Linked DNA regions of Mus musculus: regions 1, 2, 3, 5 and 6 are each linked to region 4. The links are chromatin contacts, called in public ChIA-PET, Hi-C and HiChIP or PLAC-seq maps. All regions are on one chromosome and are shown on one strand. Each heading gives the region's core, a stretch centred on a gene start, on an enhancer-like site or on the middle of the called end of the contact. The rest is flanking DNA. Distances are from core to core; before and after follow the strand shown. Region 1 holds the start of Fam171a1 (family with sequence similarity 171, member A1). Region 2 overlaps Frmd4a (FERM domain containing 4A). Region 3 overlaps Frmd4a (FERM domain containing 4A). Region 4 holds the start of Fam107b (family with sequence similarity 107, member B). Region 5 overlaps Frmd4a (FERM domain containing 4A). Region 6 overlaps Frmd4a (FERM domain containing 4A).

Region 1 (3,803 bases), core at 140-2,639, 600 kb after region 4:
CCCTGTGATAGGATACTGGGATGGGGCACTCCTTCATGTGTGTAGGGCTAACTTAGCAGGGCACACCTTTCTGTCAAGAATCTTGCCAAGGGTCTGAGTGCCTGCAGGAGCTCACATAAGACCAGTGAAGGCCCCTCCCTAACCAAGTTTACCCTGGGCAGGAGATGCCCTGGCTGAATTAACACATGCTCATCGGTTGGCTTTAGTCGCTCCTCAGAAAAAGGCAACAGAGAAGCACTAGACTTTGTCTTGACAAAATCATGTCAAGAAAGCTCCAGGATTGTTCTCAAATAGATTCAGATAAAAAAAAAAAAAAAAAAAAAAAAGCGTGTGGCCATTCTTGGTGGCCATTCTTGTACAGATGGGAAGCAGATTTATAAGAGGCCAAAGATTAAACAAAAGGCAGGAGCTGGCGACAGACAGACATGGAAATGGTTTTAAGTGATTAGGGTTTCCTAGTTCCAGTTTTCTCTCTTCTCAAGATGATCCCTGTGGCTGCTCAACAAATCCCTAAAGGTCTGAGAATCACGTAGAATAAGGGGGTCGGGAGAGAAGATACCAAAACTTTCCTAAACTGCGGCGGCAGACCTGGGGTCGCCAGGGCGCAAGGGGCACCCTGGGGCGGCGGCCGCCCCCTCCCCGCCACAACAAAAGGGCCGGGCACAGCCCTTGCGCTGGAACTCCAGGACCAGAGCTCCAGGGATCCCAAAGAGGGAAGGGGGGGGGGGGGAGTGGGGGAGAACCAGCCACCCAGGTCTATCCCTCCCGCGGCGGGGGAGTTGGGGGGGGGGGGGCAATGGAGCCGTGTGTCCGAATCATGCATAAAAGAAAGCACCTTGGATATAAGCCGAAGAGTCACCAGCGGCTGCCTCCTGGGTGGCAGAGCAGCTGGTGCCACCCAGATCCCCGGGGAGCATATGCGCCGCGGGCCCAGCGTGTTCCCCGGGCGGAGCCGCCCCCCCGGGTATCGCGACGTGGGGGACTGCAGGACCGCGATGCAGGTCGTGCTGCTTGGGCCTCCGCCACAATGCGGCCGGGGTCCAGCCGCCACCGCGGCCGCGCCAGGCCCGGGCGCGACACAAAAGCGTCCCCCTCCAGCCCCGCCACCGCCCACCGACCTTGGGCTCCCGCGCCGGGCTCCTGCAGCGTCTTGGTGACTGCCTTCCAAACGTGGCAGCCGAGCAGGCAGAGCAGCAGCGCAGCGGACTTGCTCATCTCCGCGCCACGGGCGCCGCGGGCCTCTCGGGCTCGCCACGCTCGGTCACGGGCGGCCGGGCGCCGCGCCTCCCTCCATGGCGCTGTGGCTCCGCGCGCCCGGCCAGCCGCCCGATTGGCCGGGGCCCCGCAGCCGGCCGCTCCCTCCTCCGAGCCCCGCGCCCGGCTTCCCCAGACCGCCGCGGCCGCTCCGCCGGCGCCTTAACCCCTTCCTGCCCCGCCCCACGCCCGCGGGAGCGCACGGGCCCTGGGTCCGTGGTGCCACCTGGCGGCCGCCGCTCTGCGGGAGTCCCAGGCGCCTCCAAACCCCTGGCTATTCCTGCAGAGAGGAGGCCTTCGACGTCACGCTGGGTTACCTAAGGGTCCGCAGGAAGCATTTGAGTCTAGGGTGTGACCTCTCATCCTGAAGCTGTCCAAGCCACTATCCTCTGACTTCCCCCAGGGTAGATTTGACAGCCAGACTTATAGGTCAAGTGTAACAATACCTAAGGCTGGCTGCAGGAGGCCCAACACCACCTCCTTGTATAGCATTGGAAGGGAAGGGTAAGGAGGTTTTCAGTGATAAGAGGCCCTGGGTGATTTCTCCCCATCCCCACCTCTATTTATTAAAGAAAAAAAATCCAATGGCATGTTAAAACACAACAGCAAAGACTATGCAGGAGCATTGCAATGGGGACGGTTAACAATGGAATTTTATAGCAGGGGAGATAGATTTTGCTCAACTTGGGACTCAGCAGAGACAAACAACCATTTATAACGAAGGAGCTGTGAGTGTGTGTGCGTGCGCGCGTGTCCTATGTTGAAAATTACCAAGATGAAGCACTGGGGATAGGGCTCTAGCTAAAGTTACCTAGGAAGATTCTTACTGAAGGCAGGTCAGGAGTGAAGCACGGCCACTCTGGCCAGATATCTAACGTGTTTAGATATCCAGGATGGACAAGCAGGCTTGCTATTTTACAAGAAGTGGACAGGTAGACCCAGGAGATGGGAAGCCTAGTATCTGAGAGAAACTTTGTCACAACCTACATGGTTTGGCATAGTGTTATATGCTTGTGATTCCAGTACTCAAGAGGCTCTCACATCCAAGGTTAGGCTGAGACACAGTGAGACCCTGTCTAAGCACAACAAAGAAAGAGACATTCTATTTTCATAGGAGAACATGGAAGCTAGAGAAAGCTAAGGAACCTGATCCCAAGCACACAGCTGGGCTGTGGTTGGGGTGGCTAGTTTGATTAGCCAACTTGAATCTAGAATCACCTGGAAAGGAAGGATCAAGGGTTGGGGTGGAGTGAGGGGAGAGTAGACTAGGTTGACCCATGGCAGAGGGTATCAACTTGTGGGTCATGCATGACCCCTTTGAGGATTGAACAAACCTTTCACAGGGAACACTCAAGACCATTGGAGATTCTACATTATGATTCATAATTAGCAAAATGACAATTATGAAGTAGCAATGAAAATATTGTTATGGTTAGGGGTCACCACAACCTGAGGAACTGTATTAAGGGGTCACAACATTAGAAAGGTTGAGAACCACTGGCTTATGACCATGCCTGTAGGAGACTATTTTAATTGTGTTAGTTGAGGTAGCAAGATCTGCCCACTGTGGGTGGCACCATTCCCTAGTGTCTGAACTGTGAAAGAGCAGAGAAAGTGAGCTGAGCTCTAGCATGCGTGCCATCCACTGCTCTCTGTCCCTGATTTATGGGTGTGATATGATTGAAAACCTTCGATTTCCTGCCATTGTGGTGACCCTGCTATCATGAACTATAACCTGGAACTGTGAACTCCTTTCCCCATAATTTACATGTGACAAATGTCACTGCAGCCAGAAAACAAACAGAACAAACAAAATCAACAGTAGAACATTTTAATAAAAGTCAGTTCTGTTTCAAAGTTAAAGCTCTTTGCCCAGATCTCTAGACTGCCGTTGGTCAAAGAATGCCACTATCAGTATGATTACTTCCCTATCTATTAAGCCAGTTTTGCCCAGATGTTTCTCCGTAAAATCCTATGCCCACCTGTTTCCCTCTAATGAATCCCAGCTCGTGCTGCAGTGACCCTCACAGTGGCCCTGCACTGAGAAAATCTACTCCAGAATCAATGCACGCCTAGAGATGCTTCCAGGACATGAGCCCAGAAGGAGGCTCCTTATTGTGATTATATTAATAGTTCATTAAGTGATGGTGGGCACTGCCCCAGAGCGAGACTAAGGGTTGGTGCTTGCACAGTTGACTTTTTATACATAAGTTCTTATGACACACAAAACTAGGAGATGCCAATGCCCATATGGGTTTTCTAGTTTTCTTTAAGACCCGTGCTACAATACATATAAATTGTACACTGTACAGGTAGCAGATAGTCAGAAGTCAGACGGAATCCCAGCTATTAGGGACAGCCTCACTATTTCCCTTTTATTCTGGCATTACAGCTGTCTTGCTGTTATTCCGCATCCAACTCCTAGCTAAGAGGAGGAAATCAAAAGCACACTGAGTCCTTAGGTGCCAGCCCACAGGACAGAGTACAGAGCAGCTAGATGGCAGGTGGAAGATGGCTACTGCCAACAGAATGACTGAAAGGAAACCTCT
Region 2 (3,933 bases), core at 493-2,992, 770 kb before region 4:
ACTCCTAAAATATAAGCGTGGGACCGATCGGTGCCAAAGGCCAGTCATTTCTGCATTTTCTGTGTCTGACAGCAGACACTAAACAATTTTGTTGTTGTAAGAAAACAAGCGTATTAATTTTACAGTATGTCCACTTGTGTGGACATACACTCCAGTGCGTTTCTGGTCACTCAACATAAGGTGCTGTTGTTTGCTGTGGTTTGTGACAGTGGAGTGTGGCTCGGAGGCTGTCAATGATCCATATTCTCTGTGTGTATGTATTCTCATGCCTGCGCTTGAGCTCACACGTGTATGGATACACATTCATGTGTGTATATTACATGCTAAAAGTTGATGTCCTTCTGGAAGACCTTCTGCTTTATTGAAACAGAGTCAGGGCTGGCTGATTCCAGCTAGTCACGGTAGTCAGCTTCCCCTGTCTCTGCCTCCTAAGGGTGGGGCATAAAGCGAGTCCTCACGCCTGTAGAGCTTTCATTTGGGTTCTGGGGATGTCAATTTTGGTTCTCACGCTGGCTGAGCAAGCACTTGATCCACTGAGCTTTCCCCGCTGCTCTGAGACCCATTTTCTTATAGATTTAGTGACTGTCATCAGGCACAGCCGATGCTCCTGCCCCGGGTATGAGGTCCTCTGGAGGCATCCATCCTGCTCACCCAGTCTAAGAGCCAGGCTCGTCATTCACACTGAGTGCCTTCCCGAGCAGCACCGTCCTTCCTCATCTGTGTGAGCTACACACATCTAAAGTTACGCTCCAACGCATTTCTGGTCACTCGACATAAGGTGCTGTTGTTTGCCGTGGTATGTGACAGTGGAGTGCTCGGCTCAGAGGCTGTCAAGACCACTAAATGTCAAGTTCCCAGAAGCAAGTATGACAGCCCAGGCATGGTAGGCTACAGCCACTCACTCTCTCTGTCTTGCTGTCTAGGAGTTAATGAGCGGAACCCCTGAGCCCAGTTTAAGTAAATTATGTTCCCAGACCTAATGCTGCTGGGTCTCACTCCCAAGATAAGAAATTGCTTTTGAACTCCGATGGTTTTTAAATGCTAGATAAACTTGTGGCTTCAACTAGACTCTTTGTGGATGCCTCAGCCAATGCCATGTGCTCTGTGTAAGAAAGGACATAGAACAGGGAAGGCTAGGGCACACTTTATGAACCAGCATGTGTGGCAGTATGTCACAGGTGAATTGCCAACAAGACATTCATTATTTAGGTAAATTGGACTCCTGGGCCTGTATCAAGCAAGTCAATTAATTGCAACGTAGGCACTAGGAGATGGCTTAATCGATAAAATGCTTGCCACACAAACATCCACATAAGAAGGTAGGTGTGTGGGTACCTCAGAGGAGCTGGCCCTGAGGGTGTGAGAACAGGAGAGCTGGTGGGCTGGCTAGCTCAGCTACCCCCAAGCCCAGATCCATGAGGGTATGAGAACAGGAGAGCTGGTGGGCTGGCCAACTCAGCTACCCACAAGCCCAGATCCATGAGGGTATGAGAACAGGAGAGCTGGTGGGCTGACCAGCTCAGCTACCCCCAAGCCCAGATCCATGAGGGTATGAGAACAGGAGAGCTGGTGGGCTGGCCAACTCAGCTATCCCGAAGCCCAGATCCAGGGCTTTGAGTTGACCCACCCCAACATCTACTCCATCTATGAACTTCTGAAGGGGCTGATCCATGACACAGGGCAATAACAGGATGTCCTGAGAGGAGTCCTGGCGAGGATCCAGTATTGATAGTCATAGAAGTAAGTCAGAGGTCTCGAACCAGACCAGTGACTCACCGCAATGAACAGTCACAAGTGAAGATGTGTGGACAAAGGGTATACTGTGTGACACATGGTGACACACCATGACACTCCGCACTTTTTTTTTTTGTTGTTGAGATTTTGTTTTGTTTTCTTTGGGGGAGGGTTGCAAGGGGGAGGGCAGATATGGAGGAGCACGGGGGGGGGGGGATGAGTAGGACTGAGATGCATGATGTGAAATTCACAAAGAAGTAATAGAAAGTAAAAGGAGAAGGTGGTGGAGGAGCAGGAGCAGGAGGAGGAGCAGGAGGAGGAGCAGGAGGAGGAAGAGGAGGAAATAGGTGTGATGGGCTGCTTTTGAAAGCCCTGTTTTTGGGAGCCTGAAATAGTTGGATCCCTGGGGATTCCTAGCTCTCCATACTTGCCTAACTGGTTAGCTCCAGGCCAATAAGACCTGACTCAAAGGAGATACATACACACATGCACACACATGTGATACAAGAAGCTGAAAGAAATAATCCTCAAGTGACTGCCTTTGTGTTCTTAAACATGACTGTGGTCCCAGAGTGCATGCAATCCCTCTAAAACTTAAGCAAAACTCTTATGTGCAAGCATTTGTGGAAGAGATGGAATGTAAATTCTTAACAAACTTCAAGGGGTCATGTGGTGAAACGATCTGTGTGAACCCCTCATTTTCTTAACTGGCATGTGAAATACATTCTAACTACGTGTGCAATAATGGCTAACGTCTAAACATTCCTAAACAATATGGATATTCAGTTATACCATCTGAGGGGCAATTCATAAAACTGGGGACAGGAGACAAATGTTAGTTGCAATAACAATCATTGCCTCAGCTTGTGGTCTGCCGACTGCTTATTTTGGCTGAAGTTATTTAGTGTTTGGTTTTTAAGAGAGGATCCTTTGTCTTCTACTAGCTGTTAACTTAGATATTAAAATTTGGGAATTAAATTAACACTATAAGTATTTAAGAAATAAAATATAAGGAAAGACTCTCTAAATGGATGCCAGTTGGATAAATGAAAATTTCATTTATGCTATTTGTTTGTTTGGGTTTCTCTTTGTGGTGCTGCACAAGCCCATGGTCCTCAGCACACTAGGAAAGTACTCAAGCTACACAACTGACCTTTGCGCCCACCCCCCCTCCCCCGGTTTTATTCCCTATAGAGAAGGGAAGACTAAATCTGAACTTGGCAGGCCTTGATCCTCAACCTGTTAGAAATGGCCCCCTTAAATTTGTAAATTTTAAATTTACATGCCTTCTCTCCCACAAATGTTTTCATATAAATATTTATTTAAGATTTATTTATTATCAATACTGGATCCTCACTGGGACTCCCCCCAAGATATCCTGCTGCTGCCCTGTGTCGTGGAGATCCTGCAGCTTTGGTTCTGTAGGACTGGGCCCTTCAGAAGTAGCCCCTCTACCATGTTTCAGGAAGGTAGCCTCTGTACAGTGTCTCAGGTCCCTGGGATATGTCCCTTACTGTAAGTTCTAGTGGAATCAGTTGTTCTTAGATCTGGGTCAAGGGAACATAAAGACATTCCCGGCCCTGAAACAGGACTTCTGGACTTGGCTATATCAGAACCAATGGAGGATCTTTGACGGAAAAAACAAAACAAGGACAAAAAAGTCAGTTTAAAGTGTCTTGGGTCCTTCCACTATGTGGCCAAGCTGGACAGGAACCCTGGCTCCAGCCACAAGTCAATAAGCATTCTAAGGGGCTGCGGAGATGGCTAAGTGGTTAAGAGTATGCGTTGCTCTTGCAGAGGGCCGAGGTTTGGTTTTCAGCACCTACACGGTGGTTCAAACGATCTGCAATGCCAGTCCTTCTAGGGCAGTGGTTCTCAACGTTCTTAATGCTGCGGCCCTTTAATACAGTTCCTCATGTTAACGTGACTCCCAGCCATAAAATTATTTCATTGCTACTTCATAATTGTAATTTACTACTGTAATGAATCGTAATGTAAATATCTGATATGTGACCCCAAAGGGGTCAGGACCTGCAGGTTGAGAGCCGCTATTCTAGGAGAGTCGATACCCTCTCTTCTGACCTCTGTGGATACAGCATGCATGTGCTGCACATATACAAATGCAGGCAAACACACACACACACACACACATACACACACACACACACACACACACACACACACACACACACACACACT
Region 3 (3,714 bases), core at 1,052-3,551, 890 kb before region 4:
TTGCTTAATGCCATAGGACATATTCGAATCAATTGTATGTTGGATCGTCTTTTAAAGAGTGAGTGATGCCTTTTCTCCCTATTCCACAGTGAACTGAGAATGGGGTTTCACTTACCCAGTCAACTGGCTGTGGATAGTGCTGTAGGTCAGTGGCCATAGAGCCAGGGTGGAAACACCTGTGTGTTTCCCTCTTGCCTCCCTGCTTCACTGCCGTTCTTTAAAGCCAGGCTCACGAGGTGTGTGTCAGAACTAAAGGGCATTTCTCCTCTCTGAACCCTTTTAGCGTTTTGATCATTTGAGTTGTGGAGTGCCCAGCACTTTGGTGTGGCTGTCTCTTTCTTACTCAGAGCCTGATTAGGTTGTTGTTTTCTAACTAAGGCCCTTTTCCCACTTCTGCATGGTCCCCTGTCACTTTAGTGGTCCCTGACGTGCTTCTCAGCGTCAGCACTACGCAGTTGGTTACTTAGACTCTCAGGTCCCACTATTTTGTACTTGGGAGAGCAGCACTTTGCAGCTTGCAGCATGCAGTTCACTCAGCAGCCAGCGTGGCTTCCAGGAGTCATTCTGAGCTCCAGGTGGCGGTGGTAATTTACAGGCCACATTTTGAAAAGCAGGACTCTATGACATCTGGTGTTGCATGCAAATATCACTGAAAAGTGGTAGGATAATGAGTTAGAGTACTGGGCTATTTAGAACAGTACTGGCTCAGTGCTCACGGAGAGTGTGGCCCAAGCTGGTAAACAATACCCAACCACTGCAAGGGTTTTTTTTGTACTTAAAGCCTAGAAAGTCTAAATATATTGGGGGTTAGGGGGTGTCTTCCAGGAAGGAGCATGGACTAGCCTACATCTGATGTAAAAACACACATTCGAACATACAGCGCCACATGTAGCTAGAAAGAAAACATAAGAATAATAGCTTCCACACTATTCAGACATTTCCTCCTGGAAACTATGACATGGGCAGAGGCAGCACATATGCAGGACATCTGGATCACACACGTGGGCAGTAAGAACAAAACGTTCCCTTACAATACCTCTATTCATCAGTACTTTGGTGTGTTGGAGACTCAGACCCATCCATGATGGGAGAGTTTTCTGTTGCTTCTCTGAACAAAGGAAAGCGGAAGGAGAAGAGAAGAAAGGTTGTGTTACACAGGAGAGTGGACACACGTGATTAGTAGTAGCTTAACCCAATGACTATATATATATACCCATGTGTCTGTGACACAGTAAGAATCATACAGAACACTCAGGCTCCATCTCTGAGCAGCAGGACCTCAGTAGTTCTGTTAGGAAGGCAGACAGTGGCAATTTTTACCCACTGTCCTGTTCTCTATCACATTATTATTCTTGAGTAATCCTCAATCTGGAAGAACGCTGCCCTTCAGGGACAATAACCTTCTGTTTCCAGTTGGTTGTGAGCCTTACTGGCTACATGCGGTAATGGAGGTAACTCGAGTGAGTAGGCATGGGAGGGCTGCTTGTAAACTTCAGAGCCTGTCTATCAGTCAAATGACGCAGTCATATGGTCAGATCAGATGAAACTGGGCATGGCCCACAGAGGATCCCAAGTGTCCTGGTTGGACGATACCATTTACCCTATAGAGGTATACAGATGTGTGGCTCTTGTATGAATTAGTCCCGAGAGATTCTCAAACCCTAAGCCAAGAAGCTGTCTGGATTTAGAGGCTGGCGCTGGTATGGACAAGTGGCAGTGGTTTATAATAAAAGAGAGGGGTAGCAGCTACTGGCAAAAGCTACCCTAGCCGTAGACATGAGAAACACTGTACAGACTATGTTTCCTTAATTTGAAAAGAGGAAAGAAGCAGTGTGGGGTGGTTCGGTGAGTGTCCAACCACGGATCCTAATGACCCAAGGGTTCATTTAAGGACGCCCACTGGGCCTACCCCAGAGCTTCCGAGTTAGTAGTTTTGGGTAGGCCCAAGAAGATCCCAGGTGAAGCCCAAAGTGCTGATCTAGGGCCCACATTTTAGGACTTATCAGAAAAGTATGGAGTGAGTGACTTGTGTTCTCTGTCTCACTTATGAATCCAAAATATCTAGCTACTTCCCTTGCCGGGGAGCAGACAGGCTTCCACGAAACTCACTTATGTTCAAAGAAGCCGTCAGCCTTTGTGTTTTAAGTACTCAATAAGCATTGGCTCCCCATCTTCTCCACCAAAAATGAAGTTTCCTGGTGTCAAGTCACTGCAGATAAATGTGGAGGACTAAGGATGCCAAGCGTGGGAGCCTGGACACAGGCAGTGGAACCAACTGTGGGTCTGTGATGGTCTTATAATTCAGCCTGCAGCTGTCAGATTTTCCCAGACACGCTCACCAGCGCTCAGCAAAGCCAAAGCTGGGGATTAAGCTGGATATGGGGCCCATTTCCAGTAACCAACAGGTGTTAACAGAATGGACCATCTAAGAAGCAGCAAGAGAAGAGAGGAGCTGGGTAGAAAGTGCCAGCATGTGATAATAAAACACTTGTGTCTGCTTGACCCTTCAGCAGATTGGAACATCCTAACTGGCCCTAAGTCCACACTTAAAGCTCACTTCCAGTTTCCGTATCTTGCTGTGGGCAACCTCTACCTAAAGGTCTCAAGGTACAGTTTCCCCTTTGCTGATGCACCCAGAACAACTGTTTAGCCAAGACGGGAGCCCTCTTTTTTTTGGATGCACCCCAATATTAAGACAGCAACCACACTGAGAAGCCTGTGTAATATCTGACTCAGGGTTCTTTCTCCTACCCCTGACATTTTTGCAGAAAAATCAAATGCCGCCCAGAATTGAATCCACTTCTTTGTTTCAGCCCAGGAATCACTACCTACGTTTAAGTAGAACACACAGAATTCATCCCCATCAAAAACAGTAGGCCAGCTGGGGAGAAGGTGATAGCCCAGGCATTGCTTTGATTCTTGGCACCATTTGCTGATACATCCTCCCATTGCTGGGAGCTCAGTACTGCTGATGTCCTTCCTGGCTAACTCCATTTTGAGCCCAGAAGAACTAAGTCAACGAGTTCACAGGACAACTCACCCAGTCTGCCAGGTCAGGATGTGGTGGGGGCTGCTTGGTGGGGTGGCTCCAATTTCACTGGACGGTGTTGAGCTTCTCTGGCTTTGAGGTAAGGCAGCTATATGTAGTCAGTGTGGGAAAAGCAGGGAGAAGCCAGGTCAGACCAGCATGGAGCTCGTAAGTCAATGACAGACCCAGTGGCAGGTGTGACCAATGTCAGACATGAAGGACAGGGTCTTGGTGACCCCAAGGCATTCCGTGGGAAATACCTTTGTTTCCCCAACTGTATTTTGTCTTAACTTTGTCCCTCCACTCTGGCCTCAGGATGGTTTCTATAACTGCATAGAATAGGAAGCCCTCATGTTTCTGTTGTAGAGACCTGAGCACAGAGGGCTGCCCTGGGGCGTTTTAGATGTGGCTTCTATGTGAGGACCATGCTGTATTGTTGGAAGGGCCTCCAGACTTTACCATCTGCTCCTTCAGTAATCCTGCAAGTGAACAGCACTTTTAACAGCTTATATGTACCATAGCGTTACTGCAAATGTGACTAGATGGAGCCAGGAGAATTTAGCACCGAGTACATCTGTCTGAGGTGCTTCGTGTGCACTTTTGGTGGTGGCAGGGTGGGTGGGGTACAATTTACTAAAATCTTAGTAATACCTTCCTGCTATTTAATAAAACAAATGCACACAAAC
Region 4 (3,922 bases), core at 328-2,827:
ATTACTTTCCCTTCATCTTCCCGCCTCTCCCTTCTGAATAAATAGTTACTGGCAAAGCTCTGAGAAAATATATTCCAAAACAAGTTGTTAGTATAATCCTCTGTGAAAGCAGTAAAAGGAACATTGCAAAGTTATCATTATTAAATGTCATGCTTTAGACAAGTATAAAGGTTAGGAATTAACAATGTGTTCATTTAGACTCTCTCTCTCTCTCTCTCTCTCTCTCTCACACACACACATACACACACACACACACACAAACTTCCCTGCCACCTATAAAGCAAATACACCTTCATCCTCAGGGTATGTGTGGGTGGTGGCCACATGAGTGACCTATCTTCTGGTTTTTAATTTATCACAAATATATATGATTATTAATTCAAAGTTGTAAAGCCTGAAACTCCAAACACTAAGGAACCGTCCCTAGACAGGCATCTCTGACAGGATTTAGAGCAACTTTAACATGTCCAAATGCTAGTGAGGTAGCATGCCTAGAGAAAGTGTACCTGTTAGCAGGGAGGCTCAAATTCAGAAAGTCAAGCCAAACAGGGCTCCTTCTGTTCCCCTGTTGGCGCCTCCAGTATCACCCCCCATTCTGACTAAGTAACCTCACTTAGCAGTCCTGGACAAAAATCTGAGAAGGGATTGGGATGGCTGGTGTGTGCACTTCATCCTCTCAACAGGAACTCTCTACATTTCAAAGAGAGCTGGGGACGCTTCACTTCCAGCACACATGTCAAAACTTGGCTCTTATACACCAGATTACCTCCCAGTCATCCAGAAATGTTTCAGGAGGCAATCACTGAGTCCCCCAAAAATGTGGGGACTTCTGCGCTGACATCACCCAAACCCCCTGGCTTGACCGGACTCCAAGAGGCACAGCAGAGTCCAACATAGAAAAGTTACTTGCAGACAGGAAACAGTGTCACTACCACCTTTCAAAGCAGCACGACCCCGCCTTTGTCTGCCGGGTAGGAGCCGGCTTCGGGACGCTGACCCTGTCCTGCTGCCGGGACAGGCAAGGCGGGCATCTGGCCCGGGGCGCGCAGCCACTGCAGCCTGGGTCTTAAGGTCTGGGTCTGCAGGGCCGAGGATGCAACAATGAACCAACCAAGCAGCAGCCTGGATTCCCCCCTCTCCAGGGGGCCCCTCCGCCCCGGCGCCCCTCGATCCGGGCCGCCGCCCGGGCCCTGCACCCTAGACCTCCCCAAGCAGCGCAGGGCCACCAGGCTCCCCGCTGCTCGCCTACGCCCGAGGGACCGCATACCCCAGCCCGCCCTGCAGGCCAACGACAGGGTCCCCCAGGCCGGGGTCAGACACCCGTCGCTTTCTCCCGGCGGGCGGCCGCCTTGCAAGCCCCTCGTCTTTGTGTGAGAAGTAAGTGTGGGGCCAGCCTACCTCGCACAAAGGCGCGCTGCTCCCTGGCGCGCTCCGCTGCTGGCGTTGGTACCCGGCACCTTAGCCACCGAGGTGGCGAGAGGGCGGTTCCGACGGCGGTTGCAACGCCGGAGTAAGAAGCCCGTCCGGCTCGGGGCGGCTCTCGCACCCGGCGGCCTCGCGCGTCAGAATTAAGTGGCGGGGCGGGCCGGGGACGGGGCGGGGCCGCTGAGTCATCACTAAGTCACGCCCAACTCCTAGGCCACGCCCCCGAACGGCCGACCACGCCCCCCGAGCTTTCAGCCTTGCTTTGCCCTAGTGGACTCAGATGAGAGCTCTGGATCCTTGGTCATGTGGCAGGGGCCTCTGTTGTGCGGGTTTACTTTCCTTTGCTTGGGTGCCCAGGAAAGGACCAGGAAGGTGGAAGGAAAAGTTGTCACCTGTCTAATGGAAGGTGTCAGCTGCAAGTTCACGGGGCCCACAATTTAAAATTCATTATGCATCTGCTTTTGAGTTTATTTCTCATCTTTCTGTCTCTCCTTTGTATATGTGTTTCTCTCTGTCTGTCCCTCTCATGCTCTGTCTCTCTGTTTGTCCTTCTCTTGCTCTCTCTGTTTCTCTTTCTGTTTGTCCTTTCTGTCTCTCTGTGTCTTATGTCTTTATGTATCTGTAGCTCTCTTACTGTGTGTCTATGTCTCTATGTTACTGTGTATCTCTTATTGTATCTCTGTGTTCTCTCTCCTTTTTGTTCTCCCCCACCCCTTTCTCTTCGGTCTGTTGAAACCCTGCCAAATATTTTTTTTGGAAGAAAATCAAAAAAGGAGTTTGTTATAATTACATAAAGTCACAGTCAACTGAAGGCTCAGAACCCACTGACCTGGGCTTTCCTCTCCACCCTCACCAAAGGGCAGATGGAGAATTTAGATCAAGGAAGGACTGATCTGATCTTTAAAAAAAAAAAATCTAATTTCATTCTCTAGCTCTCCTGAATTGTTTCCCTGCCCTACCCAAAATTCCAAGGGTGCCATTTACATGAATCACGAGTTCAGCCATTTACATGAATCACGAGTTCAAAAGCAGGCCCTGTCTCAGGGTGAGAACAAGGCCAGCAGGTTGATGGATTCCATACCAAAGCCTTTTCATTTTCTTGGCAACAGATGACTAAGGATTTATTTATTAGGAAACTTTTCTGACTCAAAGAGCTTAGGTCATATTTGCACAGGGGGAAAAATGCTGTCAGTGGATTTCAATGAGCAAATTACCTATTCCAAATGTTTCAGTCTTACAGAGTCCTCTTAGCCAGCTCCTGGGCATCCTCCCAATCCAGGAGCAATAGACACACTCACCCCAGGATTCACATTACTTCACATTAGTCTAAAATACAGCACGTAATAGTGATAACTTTGCAATATTCCTTTGCCGCTTTCTCATAGAGGTAAGCCAACAATAATTTCCTCAGAGCCTTCCCAGTCCCAGGGGCTCTCTGCTGTGCTTCACTCGCAGTCTTCTGCCATTCACCCCCATGCATGGAGTTTCCTCTCCCCCTGATGGCTCCCTAGTCTCCAAGCAGAGGGATCCTGCCTAGACTCCTACCCCTACCCACACTGACATCAACTCCTAAGTTCTGAATAGGATGAGCAGCTATCCCCTCCCCATCTCCGGTAGTGCCCACCACACTTGCCTCTGGGCTCTGTGACCACAGTATGGTAATGGTGTTCTAACTGGTCCTAGCCACCATTGTGTCAGGGTCCCAGCTGCTTTCTGGGTGAACTTTTAAATCAAAACTGATCCACCACTGCTGTTGCTGCAGCAGGTGCTGCTGCTGCTGCTGCTACAATATCTATTGTTTTAGCTATTTTTCCTGCCATTTTGACAAAACACCTGATAGAAACAGGGGAAGGAGGGTTTACTTGGGCTCACAGTTTCACAAGCTTGTGTCCTTCCCGGTGGCTGGTGTATCCAATGGTGACTTTACAAATGAGTGTCCAGAAGCAGACAAGAATAAGAGTAGAATAAGCTGCCAGTTATCATTTTCAAAAGCCCACTGCTAGCAATCTACACCCTGAAAATACCGTAGCCCCCCAAGCACCACCACTGGCTTAGAACACACACTGAAAGCATGAACCTCTTAGGAGCATTATAGATCCAATGTCTAATGTGTAACAGGTTCCCAATTCCTGCTACAAGGTGAAGTTCAAGCTGCTTAGTGCAGTCCTCCAAAGGAAAGTACCCTTCCCTGAAACCACCTTGACCATGGTCCCATGCTCTTCCTACACCCCTAAGCACCTGGGGCTCTGCTCAGCCACTGTGCTGCTGCTCTGTGACCACTGACAGTGGGATTCTGCCTCTGCCTGGAATACTTCTAACCACTCCCAGCATCCAAAAGTCTCGCTGAGTCTAAGGCTCCTCTGAAAAGCCTTCCCTGACCTGCTCTAACTGAATGGGTTCATTCTTCCCATCTGACCTGAGCACAGCATTGTAATTATCACATCACTGTTAATATGCACTCCCTGAGAGCATTTTGCGCCTGACATATAAGCTTATC
Region 5 (3,803 bases), core at 934-3,433, 840 kb before region 4:
GCAAGGATGAATACTTTCAGGAGGCACTGTGTTTGTGTTTTCCTTTCTCTTCCAGATATAATTACCATCCCCCACTCTCACACCAACCCCCCCCCATCCTCGTTGAGCATGGCTCTAGGGGGATGGGGTCAGTGCCTGCATTGTGAAACATGCACTTTAACTAGACTTCCTCCGTGTGAGCACTATGCCCCAGTGCTATGTGGCACACCAGTTCCTCCCTTAAAAAGACTTTCCTTAGTAGGTAGAATCAGTCACTATTGTGATTCAGGTTGGATTTAGAGTCACCTAGGAGACACAGCTCTTGGCATGCCTGCTAGTTGTTTCTAAGGGAGTTCAACCAAGTTAACCCACCCTGAACGTGGGAGCCACAATTCCTCTGACTGAAGTCCAGGATAATAAAATGGGAAGGAGAAGCCGAGCGAAGTACCAGTGTCGTCTCTTGGGTCTTCCTGAGAGTTAGACATGATGTAACCAGTTAAGGTCTGCTCCGGCTGGCAGGCGCCGGCTGTGAAGCCAAGTAAAGCCGTCCTTCTTCAAGCTGCCTCTGCAGCAGTGGGAAGAGTAACTAATCCTTGGCCGAGAAAAGATAGGGGGTGACTAAGTGTCAACCTCCGGACTTGGTCCCTGTACTGAGGAAGCCGTAAGGGGTTCTAAAGTGTTCATTTCCATGTAGTGTTTGAGTACTTTGGAGGACAGAGTTAGTTTGTGTGGAAAAAGTTGTACTTTTCTATTTGTTTTCGAGGCGAGCATGTCAGTACTCGGGTACTGAGGTGCTTGGTCCAAGGGCGAGGCATCATTTCAACAACCTCACCCCCTTGGTGGAGGTCACCTGACCCTGGGGAAAGCTGAGATGGGAGGCAGAAGATGATGACAACAGTTACCAGTGAATAGCTGCTCACCTTAAAGGTGATCCACCCCATCACCCGTGTGGACTGAAAAGAAAGGCAGCAAGGGAACGAGGGCCCTTTAAGGACCATTATTTAACAGCATCTTGTTTGTATATTCACACCCCTGGTGCTTCAAGAACTGCCCTTCTTGATGACAAGGACAGGTACTTCCTAAACCGGTTGAGCTGATTTTATTTACTTGTTTGTGTATTGGTTTGTCAAGACAGGATTTTTCTGTATAGCCCCATTTGCCCCGGAACTCACTCTATAGATCAGGCTGGCCTTGAACTCAGGGATCCACCTGTCTGTCTCCGCAGTGCGAGGGCTAAAGGTGTGTTCCACCACTCAGAACATGATTTTATTTTATTGTCTTGAAACTTGTAGCCCAGCATGGGCTTGATTGCCGATCCTCTTACCTTTTCTTTTCAAGGGCTGGGGTTACACTGTGCACAGCTACGCAGTGCTAGTGAGCACTCTACCAACTGAGTCAATCCCTAGCTCCTCCGGACCTGGTTTATGTGGAAACTGGGGGAGGCTCCTTACATGCTGCTGAGAATTGAGGTGCAAGACCTCTCCACTTGGACAGGGATCTGGTTTGAGGCTGCTACATTGGTGGCAGGAAGCAGATCTCCGGCTTGCTTCCCGGCCAGCTAAAGGATGAACCCTTTGTGTCGTGCAGGCTGCTCAGCAGCCATGCCTGTCACTGGCAGGAAGTAGGCAGCTTGGTCTGAGGTTTTTGCTACAAGATCTGACCACCCAGCTTTTCTGAGGCATGCAATGGCCTGGGCAGAGCCTCCCTCTCTGTAGCTGAGGTCCTGGTTGCTATTCTTTTATGGATTTCCCTGCTGGAGCCATGCCTTCTCCAGAAAGAAGATGCTAAGTTCTAGGAGTGAAGACTTCAACTCCCATATTCCAGTCATTCCAGAATGACTGGTCCTAGGGTTCAAGCTCTGGTATCCCATTCCCCTTCTCCTCCCCCAGGAGGAATTCTGAAGTGGTCGGGTCAGTTTGAAGATTTCCTGAACTTACAGGGGCTGGGGAGGGCAGAGGAAAACAACCGAGCATGCTCAGCAGCCTGCCCTGAGCTATGTCCTCTCATCAGGGATATTCCTGTAATCACAGGCTTCCCAGCCCGGTCTGGGTAGTTCTCCCAGGTAGCTAGCTCTACCCACCCCTCTGCCTAAGTCATCAGCATCCATTGCTGCAGCTGACCTTTCACTCAGATGTCTCCGCCACGCTCAAGCCTAGGGAATGTACAGTGCTTGAGGCAAGTCAGTCTCTCACCTGCTACCCAGTAACTGTAGGCTGAGTATGTGAGTAGAGAAAGAACTGGAGGAAGGAGTCACGGCAAACCCAGTTCAGAGACGTGCAAGGTCGCAAGACGGCATGTGACCACAGCGCAAGGTCGCAAGACGGCATGTGACCACAGTGCAAGGTCGCAAGATGGCATGTGACCACCACGTGCACTAGAGCTCCAACTCAGGCGGCTTCCACAAAGTAGGGAACACCGATTAAGGCGGGTGCTTCATTAAAGGTGCACTTCCAGGGTTAGGAAGGTAACTCAGCCAGGAAAGTGTTTGGTGTGGAAGGATGGAGACCTGAATTTGAGCCTCGGAACCTATGCATGTTGGCACGGAAGTACCATCCTAGAGTCGGGAAGGCTCTGGGATGTGCTGGTCAGTCAGCCTAGCTGAACCTGTGAGCCCCGGTCCAATGTTTTCAAAAAACAAGATGGAAGGCACCCGGGGAACAACATTCAATGTTGACTTCCACATGCACATGCACCATACGCACATATGTGTATACACAGGACCACCCTCCCTCAACTGCACATGGCATGCGGAAGGGGCAGTCACAGCCAGACCAAGAGGAAAGAGTGGTCAAGAACTCAGCTTCCTATTTCTACTCAGTGTGATCCCCCAAAGAACGAGGGATGTCTATAACCCCAGAATCCTGGAATTCTCCTCCTGCTTGGACTGAACAGCTCATCGTGTGTAGAAATTGCCTGTCTGCTCAAGGTTCCTTCTCAGTACAATCTGAGCAGGGCAGATCCCAGCAGTAGATTCTTGGCTGATTAGCAGGATCTGTTGCTTAGACTCTGCCTAGTGAGGAAAACTGTATTTATTGGGTCCTAGCTGTGCTGGGGATGGGTGTTAAACAGGTTTAGCAGTTTTTAGGGAGGTCGGGGCACCCTGGCTTTCCCCAGTGAACCATGCTGATTAAGAAAAATCTTTCCAGCAGTGCACAGCTCATCAGCAGTAAGCTGCTGCACTCTTCGATGATTGACACCAGGGTTTCCCAATCTAACACTTTCCGCTTCTATAAAAGAGAAAGTGTCTGGTGGCCTGAAGGATCCCAGGAGCGCAATCTTGATTGCCAACTGTCACTAGCTCTTGATTTCTTTTTAGTCCAATAGTCAGAAAACAAAGCCAAAGGTCAGTCGAAATGGAAGCCATTTTTAAATGTCCCCTCGCCTTTCTTCTCTCTTTCTTTTTACGTGCAGAAATAAGTGGTAAAACGTTGTGGGCTCCCTTTCCGCCCTCCCTTGCAAATGTCTCAGTGTTTCAGTGGTGTGAGTGCCTGAGACCCTTCCTTGAGAGTTATCCAGTTTATACTTAAGTCCCTTAGGCTACTGAACACATATATGTTTGGATCTCTTTAAAATTGGCACTGGATTGCAACTATTAGGTACTTTACTCCAATTGCATTTTATTTGTTTATTTGTTTGTTTGTCTTTGCCCAAACAGGATCTTGCCATACAGCACTGGCTGGGCCAGTACTATGTAGTTCAAGCTGGCTTTAAGCCCACAGCAATCCTCCTGCCCCAACTTCCTAAGTTCTGGCATTATAGATGTGTGCCAAGCATGGTGCTTAGTATCTTTTATATACCATATGAGGCAAGGATAGAAGCGGTCT
Region 6 (3,819 bases), core at 974-3,473, 870 kb before region 4:
GGCAGCTCCACATAAACCTGGTACCTTTGCCAATTGTGGTGCAACGCCTTTAATCCCAACACGTGGGAGGGAGAGGCAGGTGAAGCTGAGTTTGGGGCCAGCTAGGTTTTCAGAGGGAGTTCCAGGATGGCCAGGAGTAAGCAAAACCCTGTCTTGGGGGGGGGGGGGGAACCTGTTGCATTTGAAAAGAGATCCCACTGCCTTCTGTGTTGAAGGGTAATCAATTAATTTGAGGCAAGCAATCTGATGGCTTCTCTATGTAAGAGCTTGCATGTTCTAAGCCTGTGGGCTGTGACCAGTAGCTAAGGATGCATGGCCACCCAGAGAAGAGATGGCCAAGTGCCTCGGGACAAGTCCACTGAGAGCCTCTCAAAGAACATCCCAAGAAGAGGCCCATAGTTCTCTGTGAGGCTGCTCGTCCTCACGAATGACCTCTAGGTGGTCCCTGAATGAGATGCTTGCCTTCTTAAAGGGTTAAAGAAAGGAAGCAACACTGGCTGAAATCAAAAGGTAAAGAAGCTCTCTGCATTGACCACTTCAATAGCAGAAACAGAATTAGAAACTTAGCCCAGTGGGAATTTCTCCCACTATAAGTTCAGGACACAAATACATGATACTTTACCCTGTCCATCTGGGTTGGTTTGTTTGTCTGTAGACCAGGCTGGCCTTGAACTCTCAGTGATCACTTGCCTCTACTTCTGTGCTGGGATTAAAGGCCTGCATGACCACACCCAGCTGACAAACATAATTTCATAGTCTGTATCTGGCCTTGGGGAAGTCTGGCACTATAATTAGTCTGTTATCAATTGTTTGAACCAATACATATTGCACATGCAAGACCCCTCAGGGTTATATGTGAATCCCCCCCCCACCCCCGACAGGGTTTCTCTGCTGTCCTGGAACTCACTCTGTAGACCAGGCTGGCCTCGAACTCAGAAACCCGCCTGCCTCTGCCTCCCAAGTGCTGGGATTAAAGGCGTGTGCCACCTCGCCTGGCTGGCATTTCACCTTCTTGAGAACCATCCTGGTCCTACCTAGAAAGTGACCACCTTCTAAAATGTCTCCGAACTTGAAACACTGATTACCCAATAAACAACCAACTTAGGCCATTCCTTCTCAGCCATTAGCCTTCATTTCTTCAAGTTTTACCAAAGGAATGTTATAGACAGTATGACCTCCTTCCTTCACTACCCAAACCTCTAGGAATGGCACTCTCCCAACCCTGCCTCCTGACAGAGGCAGGCAGGGGTGGAGGGGTGGGGGCAGGGAGGAGGGGATGGATGTCTAATTACCAACAAGAGCCTAAAGGGTTTATCTCTTCCTGATCCTGAATACTAAATAGTCTTAAACTGGAGCTGTCTGTAAGATGAAATAAGAAGATAGATGTGTCATCTCTACTGTACCTGGAAGAGTGAAATTTCAAAATTGATACATGGAAAAAAAACAGTAGCCAGGCGCTGCCCGGGAAGGGATGGAAGGAATAGCGGGTTGGTGTAGGAGCCAGTGAAAAGCAGGTGAGATGAATATTTCTGAAAGGTAATTGATAATACATGAATATCCTTCTAGAGAGGGTACTCAGATGTACAGAAAAGGATAGTCTGGGAAACAAACTGGTATAGCGCCCTCCTAAAGCTGGAGCCTGCAGTCTGGGGTCTAGGGTTATTGGGTCTGTGTGTATGTTTCAGCTTAGCTTCTGAGTGGATCTGGGATGGGAGGTGGCAGGTTCTAGAACTTTCCTAGGTCTCTGTTTCCTGTGAACTGGGCAATGAAAACAGGGCTCTACAAATATTGGGAGAATGAAGCAGGATAACATTTGGGCGATGCTAAAAGATAACTCAGAACATGCTAAATGCCATGTGAATACTAGTCATTGTTCTTAGAAATCTTTCCTCGCTTTTATTAGGGTGTTGGCATCTCCATTTCAGAACGATTCATGTTGGGAAAAAAAAGGAAGAGCCCTGAGTGGACAGGCAAGAAAATGAGGAGTGGTGGCTGGTGTGGCTGGCCCTGTCAGTTCAGGAAGCTTGCGGGCAGAGGGGGAAAAGTGGGTTTTGTTTGTTTGTTTGATTGTTTAATAGAACTCAGCAGGGATTCTTACATGCTACAATTCATTGAGTCCTCAGAGAAGCGTTACCTCTACTCTTACCACAGAGGTCATGGTGGCTGGCACAGGGAGGCAGAGGTGGGGCACAAGCTCTGTTCTGTGTGGCCTGCTTATCCTTTGAATGGAAACTCGGTGAGAGGGGGAACATTCTGTCTCACTACTCTGGTGTCAAGGCAACAACACCCTGTGGGTTGCATCTGCTTGCATCTTCCTTCCTGGCAGGACCACATGCCACATACGCTGATCTCAAAACTCAAGAGAAGGCCAAAGGACAGGAAGCCAGTGGCGGTCTTCAGATCTCCTGGTGCGACAACAGAGGTTTTTGGAGTCCCTTCCATGTGCAAGGTAATATGGGGGAGACATAGTCTCAGCCCTCAGTTCCACCCACTGGAGGAATCGGAGACAAGCAAACAATGAGGATGGAGGGCACAATCGTTGCCCGGAAGCACCACAACACAGGGGCCAGCTAGGGGACTGGCTTGGTTTCTGAATGATCACTTCATTGAGGTGGTTCAGCCTCCCTCTGATGACAGCCAGGAAAACCTACCATCAGCTGAGTTCTCCAGAAAACCTTTCCTGAGTTAGTGAGATCTCTACTTGGATTCTAGGCTAGAGTTCACGATCATATTACACTCCTAACCCAAAGGCTTCTACTGAACGAGGTCACTGGAGGGAGGGAGGAAGAGCTGATGGTGAAGAAGACAGTTGGTTATAGGTGTATTTTTGGAGACAAGGTCTCTAGCTCAGGCTGACCTTGACCTCCATATATATGACCTTGACCCTGATTTTCCTGCCTCTACTTATTGAGTTCTGCCATTAAAGAGGTAAATATGAGCACCAGTCGTTTATATGGTGCTGGGATTGAATTTGGGGCTTTAAGTACGCCAGGTAAGGATTCCACCAAGGGAGCTACATTCCCAGCCCTAGGAAGATGATTATTATCCAAACATGGCTAGGCAAAGAAAGTCATTTTCAGTGGGCATTTGGGGATCTTCAGGGGAAACCAGATGGCATCACAGATATTACTGTGGACTTGGGACCCATTTTCCATTTTCCAGCTGGGGAACCTAGACCGGGCTGGTGGCAGCTGTATGTGAAGAGACCACATGTGGAGGGGCCACAGAGCAAACAGAAGCCCTCTCCCTGTGACCATATGGAAGGCTCTCCTCACTCAGCTGCAATGGAGAATTTGTTGCAGTCATTCCAAAGATCCCAAGCCAGTCGGCACCGGATATGAGTTTGCATCCTGCTGAGGATTCGCAGAGACCTGTGCATCTGTTTTCACAGACAGATGCAGATGAGCAGGCCCCCTGCTCCCACCCTCAATCCAGAAGGTGGAAGGGGAGCTTTCCTCTTTGGAAGGAAGGGAAATATAACACAAATAGTAATATCCCCCATCTCCACCCCCAGCAAGAAAGAAATCTGTTGTCTGTAAAATCGAGGGAAGGAAATGACTGCCTGTTTGGCCTCTAAGGGGAAAATGAAAAGTTAAGACAAGCAAATGAAGACAGCCAAGTCCCAACAGATCTGTAGAAGCTGGGAGGGAGAGGCTTGGCAGATACCCAGGAGTGAATATGGAGAAAGGGGTTAGACTCCCCTTTATGACAACGAGATATTTATTTCCCAGAGAAGTTCTCAAGGATGAATTCCTTACATCAGAGACGTCCTAGAGACCCTGTGGTATAATGCCACGTTGCAGATGGCAGGATCAGTGT

What was found. Hi-C and Micro-C count contacts between places; a contact is called where the count stands out from the background. ChIA-PET counts read pairs in DNA pulled down with a chosen protein or histone mark. HiChIP or PLAC-seq counts read pairs in DNA pulled down with a chosen protein or histone mark.
Region 1: a Hi-C map of muscle stem cells shows a contact between it and region 4, with 5 times the contacts expected there. The contact joins the promoter of Fam171a1 here to the promoter of Fam107b in region 4. A contact is called at or near these places in 1 of 484 Hi-C or Micro-C datasets (muscle stem cells) and 2 of 115 datasets of contacts at active chromatin or transcription factors (fibro-adipogenic progenitors and pancreatic cancer cells).
Region 2: a contact with region 4 is called in a FOXA1 HiChIP or PLAC-seq map of pancreatic cancer cells. The contact joins the enhancer-like site here to the promoter of Fam107b in region 4. A contact is called at or near these places in 1 of 39 promoter capture datasets (hippocampal neurons), 1 of 484 Hi-C or Micro-C datasets (muscle stem cells) and 5 of 115 datasets of contacts at active chromatin or transcription factors (the NIH/3T3 cell line, astrocytes, embryonic forebrain and 2 more).
Region 3: a contact with region 4 is called in a Hi-C map of muscle stem cells, with 4 times the contacts expected there. The contact joins the enhancer-like site here to the promoter of Fam107b in region 4. A contact is called at or near these places in 1 of 39 promoter capture datasets (hippocampal neurons), 1 of 484 Hi-C or Micro-C datasets (muscle stem cells) and 2 of 115 datasets of contacts at active chromatin or transcription factors (astrocytes and embryonic midbrain).
Region 5: an H3K27ac HiChIP or PLAC-seq map of embryonic stem cells shows a contact between it and region 4, with 2.5 times the contacts expected there. The contact joins the enhancer-like site here to the promoter of Fam107b in region 4. A contact is called at or near these places in 3 of 115 datasets of contacts at active chromatin or transcription factors (bone marrow-derived macrophages, embryonic stem cells and memory CD8 T cells) and 1 of 9 other capture datasets (embryonic stem cells).
Region 6: a contact with region 4 is called in an RNA polymerase II ChIA-PET map of memory CD8 T cells, with 16 read pairs. The contact joins the enhancer-like site here to the promoter of Fam107b in region 4. A contact is called at or near these places in 1 of 39 promoter capture datasets (hippocampal neurons) and 2 of 115 datasets of contacts at active chromatin or transcription factors (embryonic stem cells and memory CD8 T cells).

Annotation. Positions count from the first base shown.
Region 1 is chr2:3,115,968-3,119,770 of GRCm38.p6, reverse strand. It overlaps Fam171a1 (family with sequence similarity 171, member A1), which reads right to left and starts at 1,389. Exons shown (of 8, transcript NM_001081161.2): 1 at 1,119-1,389. The coding sequence starts at 1,215.
Region 2 is chr2:4,478,185-4,482,117 of GRCm38.p6, reverse strand. All of the region lies in intron 3 of Frmd4a (FERM domain containing 4A), which reads right to left. All of the region lies in intron 3 of Gm39751 (a long non-coding RNA gene), which reads left to right. Among named protein-coding and RNA genes, the nearest start is that of Gm39751, 34 kb to the left of the region's middle. Within about 2 kb of position 1,742, at least 57 of the 459 cell types and tissues checked have an H3K27ac peak or open chromatin away from gene starts, as enhancers often do. A contact at or near this core is called in the NIH/3T3 cell line, muscle stem cells and pancreatic cancer cells, where this site is marked.
Region 3 is chr2:4,605,393-4,609,106 of GRCm38.p6, reverse strand. Frmd4a (FERM domain containing 4A) reads right to left here. Exons shown (of 23, transcript NM_172475.3): 22 at 3,041-3,137. Among named protein-coding and RNA genes, the nearest start is that of Gm13179, 13 kb to the right of the region's middle. Within about 2 kb of position 2,301, at least 5 of the 459 cell types and tissues checked have an H3K27ac peak or open chromatin away from gene starts, as enhancers often do. A contact at or near this core is called in muscle stem cells, where this site is marked.
Region 4 is chr2:3,711,113-3,715,034 of GRCm38.p6, reverse strand. Fam107b (family with sequence similarity 107, member B) reads right to left here and starts at 1,577. Exons shown (of 4, transcript NM_025626.4): 1 at 1,399-1,577.
Region 5 is chr2:4,547,986-4,551,788 of GRCm38.p6, reverse strand. All of the region lies in intron 11 of Frmd4a (FERM domain containing 4A), which reads right to left. Among named protein-coding and RNA genes, the nearest start is that of Gm39751, 36 kb to the right of the region's middle. Within about 2 kb of position 2,183, at least 18 of the 459 cell types and tissues checked have an H3K27ac peak or open chromatin away from gene starts, as enhancers often do. A contact at or near this core is called in embryonic stem cells, where this site is marked.
Region 6 is chr2:4,579,360-4,583,178 of GRCm38.p6, reverse strand. All of the region lies in intron 14 of Frmd4a (FERM domain containing 4A), which reads right to left. Among named protein-coding and RNA genes, the nearest start is that of Gm13179, 13 kb to the left of the region's middle. Within about 2 kb of position 2,223, at least 43 of the 459 cell types and tissues checked have an H3K27ac peak or open chromatin away from gene starts, as enhancers often do. A contact at or near this core is called in memory CD8 T cells, where this site is marked.